Regions from separate parts of the Anas platyrhynchos genome. Here region 2 is linked to region 1. A link is a contact called in public Hi-C data. All regions are on one chromosome and are shown on one strand. The core of a region is the stretch at or near the end of the contact, and the rest is flanking DNA. Distances in the headings are between cores, read along the strand shown.

Region 1 (4,732 bases), core at 1,239-3,738:
TACCTTGCTCTTTTATCTGTCGAATCTGTCTCACGGTTTCTTTTAAAATAGCACATTTGTCTGGTTTGACATTGAAATTATCAATGTCACTCAGATTAGCAGATATCAGTTCAGCCAATTCTTCAATGTATTTGCTTTCCTGCTCACGCCGACGCTTCTCACCACTGCAGGTCAGACTAGGAATCAAAAACGTTATTAAATATACTTATATTCCATCATGCACACCGGCTGTATGCTCACACTGAACTTCAATGTACTTCTTGTAACACCTATCTATTAAACCTAAGTAGTAGTCATTCTTCTAGCAAACACAAATCTAACGGGGTATGTGTGTGTTTTGGTATGTTGCTGTTTGTTTGTTTGTTTGTTTTGCCTTTTTTTTTATTTGTTTTGTTTTTAATAATCTTAAGTATCAATTTATCTTAAGGGGGCATGAAGTTATTCATCAAAAAAAATCCTTCTGTGATATTCTGTTGTCATATATTGAAAATAGTCACCATCTGAAATGAGGCCTGCAAATCAATTACCAGATATAAGATGCTGCCTCTGTAATTACTGTGAAGCAACAAGTTTTTCTTCTTTTGTCTTGCTATCACAGCTTCAAACAGTGACTCCTTAAACATCCACTCCAATAAGATTTAGCAAGAGACTAACTACTGAGTGTAGTTCATAAGCTTTGGCAGATCTACACATAATAGTAAAGCTGTGCATCTTCACAACAAAAACTGGCCTAACAATGTTTCAACTGAACACAATGCTTAGAAAAAACATTCTCAAAAGTGCAATGAAAACTTTTCAGATAGTAAAACAAACAAACACATAGCAAAAGAAACAAAGTAGTCTCTATACACCTACCTTGCACCTGGGGTATCACAAGGCAATGGCTTGCGCTTCCTTGACTCATTGGCCAAGCTATCTAAGGAGTTTTCTCCTAATCCACTCATCCTGACCACACATCAGCAACTAAAAGCAATACAATAAGAATTGTGAATGAACCTCTCAAAATAAAAGTATAAAATGTAGAGAACTTATCCAGAAAACTTATTTTTATCTATAGAACTGAGTCTTCATTTATTTATTTATAACTGAAAATCCATCTACCATTTTACTGTTAAAAATATACATCTGGTTACAATTTTTTTAAATCTATTTCACCAAAATATAGGTTTACAAAACTTTGCATCAATGTCAGCAAGACTAAATGTAAAAAAAATGCATTTAATTTCACAGTATAAATTAGTATGAGTAATCTGTATTCTATATATGCTGAAATAATTTTTCCCATTTTCAGAGATGTTTAAAGCTTTGCACCATAGAACAGGAATGACTGTATAGCTCCAATTTGTCTGAAAACAGTAAGATTCTCAGTGTTTTAATATACGCTAGAAAACTTGATAAGAAATTGGTTTCTTTACAAATAAAACAATAAAGGAACTAAAATGGAATATAGCCTTGAAAAGACATCTAGTAAACAAAGTGCTTCCAGGACAAGCCATCTAAAGAAAAAAGAGAGGTGTTTGCATTGCTTCTGATGTACTAATTTGGTTTTTGCTTACCAGCTTTTTGTGGCAAAAAATACTACAACTTAAGAGGAGCAAACTGAAAGGGAAAGACCCACAAGACCATACTTTTGTGAAGCAGCAGAGGGGTTGCTTGCAGCAGTTGATACTGTTCCCATTTTATGTCAGCTACAGACAGAGAATTGGGGACATTCTTCCTACAGCAATACTGACCTTTGAAGACTTGAAAGGTTTGCTGACTGCACTGAGGAGGATACACTGAATTGCTCTTGCAGATTTGCACAGTTCAGAAGTAGACTGGCATACATTTAAAGCACTCTTAGCAGCTAAGCAAATGTTTAACATAAAGTCATATTGATAACCAAGTCTCATTCCAAGTGATATGCACTAGGACAGGAAGGGTAACATACTTTGTAAATCACAGGAAAATTAAAAATAACTGTAAAGTATAATCTTGCATTTGAAACAAACTATTACAGAAGATGCCTAACTCCACAACTATAGCAAGGACTGCACAGATATGAAGTTGGTGTAACAGCTAACTCCTTGATACAAAACCAGGATGGATAAGACAGGGTAGATCAAAAGGCAAGCCTGAGGACTGTTATTCAATCAGGTATTTCTCCAGGGTAAAAATTCCTAAACGCAGGGAAAATAGCAGCCCACCTTGCTTAAAGTACACAATTACACCGCTAGATGACAGTATATTGCTAAACAGCAGCATGAATGGTATTTTCTTCAATTAAGCAGCTGAATGAAAAGCTGCTCAGCTGAACAAGTAGTTTCAAAACCAAATTATATAAACAAGCTACGATAACGCAAAAAGCGGCCGATTCTCCAAAGTGGAGGCTCAGGACAGAACAGACTCACAGGGTCTTATGCCCGTGGAGCTCATGCTCAGGCTGTGGGTGACACACGCACCCGAGGATCAGGATTGGTGCTTCTCCCCTCCCGCAGCTGCATTCCCAAGCAAAGTGCGATGCTGCAGCACGAAGAGCTATTGCAGCGAGAGAGAGGATGAGCCAAGCTATAATAAGATTCAAGGATGGCTCAGGAAGGGTGTGGGCACAGCAAGTATGTCTGAAGCTAAGAGCAAATGATTCTATTTAAGAGGAAGAAAGATTGAAACTGTATTAAATAGTGGAAAAACCAAGCTTGGATAGCTTGATTTTTGGCATTTCAATGGAATGTAATTTGGGTTGCATTAAGTGATTTAGAATGGAAATGCCATTTCTGGTTTGGCATCTACCTGTATTGACAGGTATCGAATTCAGCATAGGATTAAATAGAAAACAAAGTTACTATGTTTTGTCTCAGAAATATGATACACATCACAGCACTTGTATTCAAGAAAAACGTTAAGTGCCTACAAATAGAAGCTTGAAGAAGGAAGAAAAAACTTGGTAAGTGGTGTAGCTCGTTTCCCTACTGTTATACCCAAGTAGCTTGCATTACTTCTTCCATCCTGGAGCTGCAGAGTGCCCTGCCCATGCCTTTTCTTTCCCCTAAGAATACCTTTCCAGAGGTATTCCTGAGAAGGTACATAACATCTACAACAACTGCTTAGCTAAGGAAAATCTAGCAGCTGCTTTCCAATATGCGTGGATTTACAGTACAAATGGTTAATAGTCAAACTAATCTTCCTGCTACAGGACATCTTAGCAAAAGAAGCCATTATTGAGTGAGTTAATAATGAAACAAATCACCAGTTAAAAGATATCAGATATTACCTTTATCTATTGAATAAAAACCTGTAATTTCTAATGGGCTAAAGAGATTTTTGAAAAATAAATCTATTTGAGGGACAGAGGGATTCATTATTTTTTTTATGCTACCCATTATGTTTAGAAGACCACTCTGAAACAGTTTTCAAAAGTTAATGCATTTTTACCACTGAAATAAAAGAAGTTTAATATAACCACCTTCGTAAACCTATTTTCTGAGCTAAGTTAAAAGCACAATTTCTGGCTCTTGCATCTGTAATGCTAGCTATAAAAATGGTGCTAGAAAGACTCTACTGCTTATATTGCACAATCTGACTTAAGGAAAGCTTTATTTATTTATTTATTTTTAGAAAAGTATTGCACAATGAAATTCTTATTTGCTTAATGAAAAGATATTTATAAGTTAGCTTAATCTGACACAATAAATAGCTCGGTTACTATGTAAACCAAGGAAAGTGTAAGAAACTTTAGATAAGTATAAGTTACCTAAAGCACAGGAATTATAATCTTTCATTATATATTATTATTCTTACTCAGAACAACTGAAAGATAGGCATGACAATAATGACTTTCATAAAAAATCTGACAACTGGTTTGCTAACTTTTAAGTTTATACTTAAAGCAAATTTGAGAAAAGATGTTATAAGAGATGGTTTAATGTCTTCAAAGAAAAAGACATTAATTCCTTCAGCTGCAGCAGTAATGAACCACTATATACTAATGTTCCTATATCCACCTGTGGATTGGAACCAGAGGCAGCAACATTTGGAGAAAATGTTTCAAACTTCCATGACTATTTAAAAATATTAAATCCTAGAATTGTTTTTGCAATACCCCTAGATTTACCTTTTCCCATATAATCTTATATTTTCCATGTTTTTTCTCACTCATCAAAATGGGGAATCAAGAAAACAAAAAATAACAAATAACTTTTTGCTCATCAACGTGTCTTGAAAAAGCATTAGTCCCTTTTAATGAGGTGCTTATGTCTCTACCCTTGCCTTATACTTTTCACATGGTAGGTCTATTAATTTTTCAATGAAAATCATAAATGGACTGTTAAAAAAGAAGCACTACTGTTTTGCACGACATAAAACCAGTTCTAGTAATTAACAGTCCATCCATTTCAACAATACATGTACAAATTTCAAAAGACAAACCAACAGAATTTAAAGAAATCATCAGCATTCAGAAGACTGTCTCTTTTCAACCTGCCAGTTTCAATATTTAGAGGCTAAAAAATTCTAAAATTGTGTCCTGGTCCATCAAAAAACAGTAAGCATGTCAACAATAAGATGTTTGAAATTCAGAAAGTTCCTAAAGCCATTTATTAGAGAGCATTCAAGTCAAAAGCACATTAAGAAGTACTGAGTACATTAAGCAGAAAGTTTTCAGCCTGATGTGATCTTTTCTTCCCTGGTCTTACTCCCCTCACTCTCACATAAACTGGAATGCTCCTAACTTAGAACATTAATTTCTGCTATGTTG
Region 2 (4,732 bases), core at 812-3,311, 59 kb after region 1:
AATAAATCCAAAGACAGAATGAACTAGGGTTTCAAAAGAAGAATTTAAGAAATCCCACAACTCACATGCCAACATAAAAGCAGACTGGAAACAGTACATTGTTGTCAGGAACAATATTTAAAGCAAGGCTGAATATTGGGTTTATTCTGCCTGCTACCACACTTCCTTCACTTATCCCCCAACTTCTAGTTTCATATCAGAACAGCAAATCCACTAGTAAGAAGACATATTAGTAATAGTAAAAGAGCTGAATGAAATTCAGAACCACAGCCAGAGAAACAGCCCTTTACAACAACTCCTAATAGCAAATAAAATTAGTCGATTATCATAGTCTAGTTTATTAAAAAATGAAAAAAACCCGCAATTTAGTCAGTTTCCTCTAAATTGAAGCTCTTATACTGTGGCTTTCACACATATTACTTGTTACTATGAAGTTACCTTGTATTTGTATTTGGAACACACATTTTTGCGTCCTTCTACTATCAGGAGGTGGTATTTTAGTATAAAATATTTATTTTACAACAGTGATGACTGATATTTAAGCATATGTTAAGTTTCCTCTTTAAGGAATATACATAAAAATATTTTAAGGAATATATATATGATAGATATTGTATAGCTAGACGTTACTGACTCTTATGTTTCCAAATTTGCTTCAGTTCTGTCTTACTGTTCCTAATAAATTATAAATCTTTTAAGTAAAAGTTAACAGACAATACTAAAGGCTGAATCAATTATTTCTTTATTCTTTTAACAGGTTAAGCAGGAAGGAAATACATCATGAATAAAAGAGACTAATTTAAAACTGATCACTAGATGAGCTGACAAAAGTGAGAAGCTTCTCTTTTAAAAGAAAACCTCAGCCTATGCCAAAGACCAGGAGCAGAAACCACAAACAGAACCAACTTTAGAACCAAAGAGGACTCTGGGAACTATGTCAACCTCAGACAAGATCCCCACCCATGTTTACCTCCATTTACACCCCAGTATCACTAACACCTTTTCCAGGGAGCAGTCTGTGACCTCCCCCTCCTAGCCCCCCCCCACACACACACCAAAAAAAATTGTATACACACACACACACACAGATGTTTTCTTATCTCCATCCCTCAACAACAGCTTCATTGCAGCTGTGAGGCAGAAACAAATAGAGGCAATGGAAATCACCTTTCATTTCCACTATTCTCATCCCTTTCCTCATTAGCAGAGATATGAGAAGTCACCTCTGAAACTTACCAACACTACAGGATGATCAGAAGGAGAATGCAGATAACAAGGTCTTTGGAACCGCCTGTGTATGAGATAAACCCAGCAGAATGGCAGATGGGGCCATTCTAGCCCAGGTATCTCACCCACACACACACCTTTTACCCAGGCTGAGAATCAGAATTAGACGCTTCTAAATACAAGACTGGGAAATTCCGAGCGACCCCAAGGCTCCCAGCGCTGCACGAGGAACCTCCACCCAAACTCCCCTTACTTGGAAACGCATCACACAGCGACGCGAGAAGCCTCCAGCCCCGCACGGCAGCCTCCCGCCTCAGCCGTGCCCGCAGCTCACTGCGCGCAGCCCCCAGGTTACAGCGCTTGCGGAGAGGTAAAGGCGCAGAGGCGCTGCCTGGGGCACCCCCTCGCCCCCAGCCCAGGGGTTACTCCTCACACCCGACCCGACCGCGCTCCCCTCTCTCGGGAAGCCGCCTCCGCGCGAGGAGAGGGCGGCAGGCCGGGGAGAGGGACGCCCCTCAGGGCCAACCCCGGGCTGCTCCGTGCCCAGCCGGGGGCAGCCGCCCGCCCGCCCTCCCCCTGCCCGCTCCCAGCTCGGCGCTGGAAGCCGGGAGCCAGGCAGAGAGAAGAACCAGCCGCAGCCGCAGCCGCTCTCCTCCCTCTCTCCCTCCCTCCGCTCCCTCCCTCCCAGCCCCGCTCACCTGGGAAAGGCGCCAAGGCGCAGCTCCTGCTCCCCGTCTCCCCCGCGCTCAGCCGCTCGCCGCCATTTTCCTCGCTGCCCACATTTAAATAGGAACCGGCCTCCGCCAGCCGCCCGGCGCGGGGCGCGCTGGGAGCTGTAGTAGGGCGGCGCGCGGGGCAGCGCGGTACTTGTAGTGTCACGGGGAGCCACCGCCCCAGCCGCCCCCTGCCCGCCCGCCCCCGGGGGCTCCCCTGGGCCGTGCTGGGGCCCGGCTCGCTGAGGGGTCGCCCTCCCCTTGCAGCTGAGGGGGGGTTAAGGGGGAAGCCGTGTGGATACAGGGTTTAACGAAGAGCTTTTTCTACGTGTGAAGGATCACAACGCTGCGAGGCGCCAGCCCCGCACTGCGAGATAGCGGCTGGGGGGCTTTGCTATACCGAATCCGAGCTGTGCCATTGCAACAGGGGAAAGCCAGGCTGCTTAAGTCAATGCTTAAAATAACACGAACAGGTTGGAGTGAAAGGTAAGAAGTACACAAATAATACCCATTATTCCCTACTGCAGCTATACGTTAGAGACAGTTTTCAAGCGAAGTCAGAATAGACGTTCAGTATCCATCTGTTTAAAAAAAATAAAAGGCAAGGACATACAAGACTGGGACCTCAAGTAGTACAACCTAGCCGTGCCCCAGGTTTGCTAGCAGAAATCCTCTTTTTTAGTAATTTTTAAAACCAGAATTCAAACCATTTCACATTAAAATAGGATGTGTGCAGAATATGGTATAGCGAGGTTTCAGGTACTCATAAAGGTGGTGTATATATATTTCCAAAATTGAAAGACTGGTTTCATAGAGCACAAAATAATGAAAATGCACAAACTGAAGACCTGCCAAGCTACTCGTACAGAATCCCTTACAGGGCCATAGCCACAATTTGTATTAAAAAGGGACAAACTAATGGAGCAATTAAGTATACCTTCTAGTAATTCCCAAATAAAAAATAAAATAAAATAAAATAATATTGGGCACCTATGAGTAACTTACTAGTACAATACAAGCCTCTGACTATCTCTGAAACAAACATTACAAACCAAGTGAATACAGAGCTGAAAGAAATCCGAATACGTCGAGTTCTGGAAAAACAAGTTTCACCTTAGATTTTACCTTGTAGTTATACTACGAAAGAACTTGCCAATTAAAAATGTGTGTTTGGACTTGTGAACTCAGTTTTAACCAACTGATAGAGACAGAATCTTTATCATGTTATCACAGCAGGAAAGAGTTGATGTTGTTAGGGTATCTTAAAAGAAATGAGGTCCTGTTGCATCTCCCCAAAGTGTAAGTTCTGCTATTTAATGATTCCATTTCTTCCATTACGAGTTATCTTTTTCCGCAGGATGTTCTCTTCTTCCACTATGGATTACAATGGAGCATTCACCATGACAAGAACAAAAGAGGTGTGCAGGGAGGAATAGGTTGATGACAGACAACAGCAACACTGAAATTTAGTTGTGTTTTTTGTTTGTTTGTTTTGAACAACTACACCTTGTTCATGTTTTTTTCCCCATGTAGGCCATAAGGTCTTTCAATTATACTTAGATTGAATCTAAGACATTTTAGACTCAGCACTAATTCAGAACTTCATGTCTCCAAAGTGTGTATATTTGTTTTCATTTTTAACCTTTTTCAGTTTTAGCAATTAGAAAGATAATTTCAAAGGTAGCTCACTTTATATAATGAAGGGTACAATGTAAAACACTTTCACTTTTCATTGATGAGATGCTCTACAGAAACTAGTAATAAACTCCCTCAAATTTTTGTACTTAGAAGCTGATAGTAATTGTTAAATGTTGCAGTTCTACAGCTACATTTTTATCTATTTGCTCCACCTGCTGGTGCATTTTTCTTTAAAGAAATCTTTAGAAGCCTAAACATATAAAAAAATTGGCCAAAGATATACCCTAAGAGGCATACTTGACTTTAAGGTTAATTTATGTAATATACTTATTAAATTCAACCTGATCCCAATAATTTTTCAGTCAAAAAAAGCCAATGGATACATAGACTTAGGGAAACATGACTCATAGCTTACTCTTTGGACAATGCCATTCATTTTTAATGTGACAGTAACACAGAGGGTCATCATTTTCCATCATCTATTATTCTTCTCAAAAAAAAAAAAAATGTTCTGTCTTTCATATGGGAATCTCTCTACATAACTGATTTGCCTCCTGAATTTTCCAAGATAACTTTCTTTTTAGACAATTAGTGTGAGGGAAAGTCCTGTTTCTTCAGCACATTTAATTGTTCTCTGCTCAGAGACAGAAAAAAAAATTTAAAACACCAATCAAAAAGCACTCTCTATTGGAAGTTTCACATAATAGATTACTTTCCATTCCCTATATATATATATATTTTTTTTTAATTTTACATTTAAGTGCAAGGAAAAGGTAAGAATAGCCCATCAAAAGCAACCTTCCAAGGCTATGATATTTTCCAATAATACTCTAGGACAGAAGGAGCTTTCCATCCCTTCCTCCCTTACCAAATAATTAGAAACAGTAAATGTGAAAAGAAAAGCAATCCTCACAAACAAATTTTTGGTATTGGATTTTTTTTTTCATCATCATCATTCACACACCATTAGTTTAGGGTTCTTTGATCTAACCAGTTTAATCAGAACTAAGGTGGATACCATTAACCCCAGGTTTTCTGGAACTGAACTGGCACTTTTTGACAAATGGAAAATTTTAACTTATTTCTGTATTATTTTAATAAGTTTTCTGTACACTGCACCAAATTGATTGCAGAATGCTTGTCTAAAGTTGGAG

What was found. A called contact is a pair of places that touch in the nucleus more often than the background predicts.
Region 2: a Hi-C map of liver shows a contact between it and region 1, with 6 times the contacts expected there. The contact joins the promoter of NCOA3 here to the enhancer-like site in region 1. A contact is called at or near these places in 4 of 8 Hi-C or Micro-C datasets (F1 follicle, liver, skeletal muscle and 1 more).

The regions. Positions count from the first base shown.
Region 1 is chr21:3,977,548-3,982,279 of IASCAAS_PekinDuck_T2T, forward strand. It overlaps NCOA3 (nuclear receptor coactivator 3), which reads right to left. Exons shown (of 23, transcript XM_038166037.2): 3 at 856-963; 4 at 4-176. The coding sequence starts at 944. Among named protein-coding and RNA genes, the nearest start is that of NCOA3, 59 kb to the right of the region's middle. Within about 2 kb of position 2,489, at least 1 of the 8 cell types and tissues checked has an H3K27ac peak or open chromatin away from gene starts, as enhancers often do.
Region 2 is chr21:4,036,774-4,041,505 of IASCAAS_PekinDuck_T2T, forward strand. It overlaps NCOA3 (nuclear receptor coactivator 3), which reads right to left and starts at 2,062. Exons shown (of 23, transcript XM_038166037.2): 1 at 1,926-2,062. LOC113845777 (a long non-coding RNA gene) reads left to right here and starts at 2,089. Exons shown (of 2, transcript XR_003501560.3): 1 at 2,089-2,426; 2 at 3,298-4,732.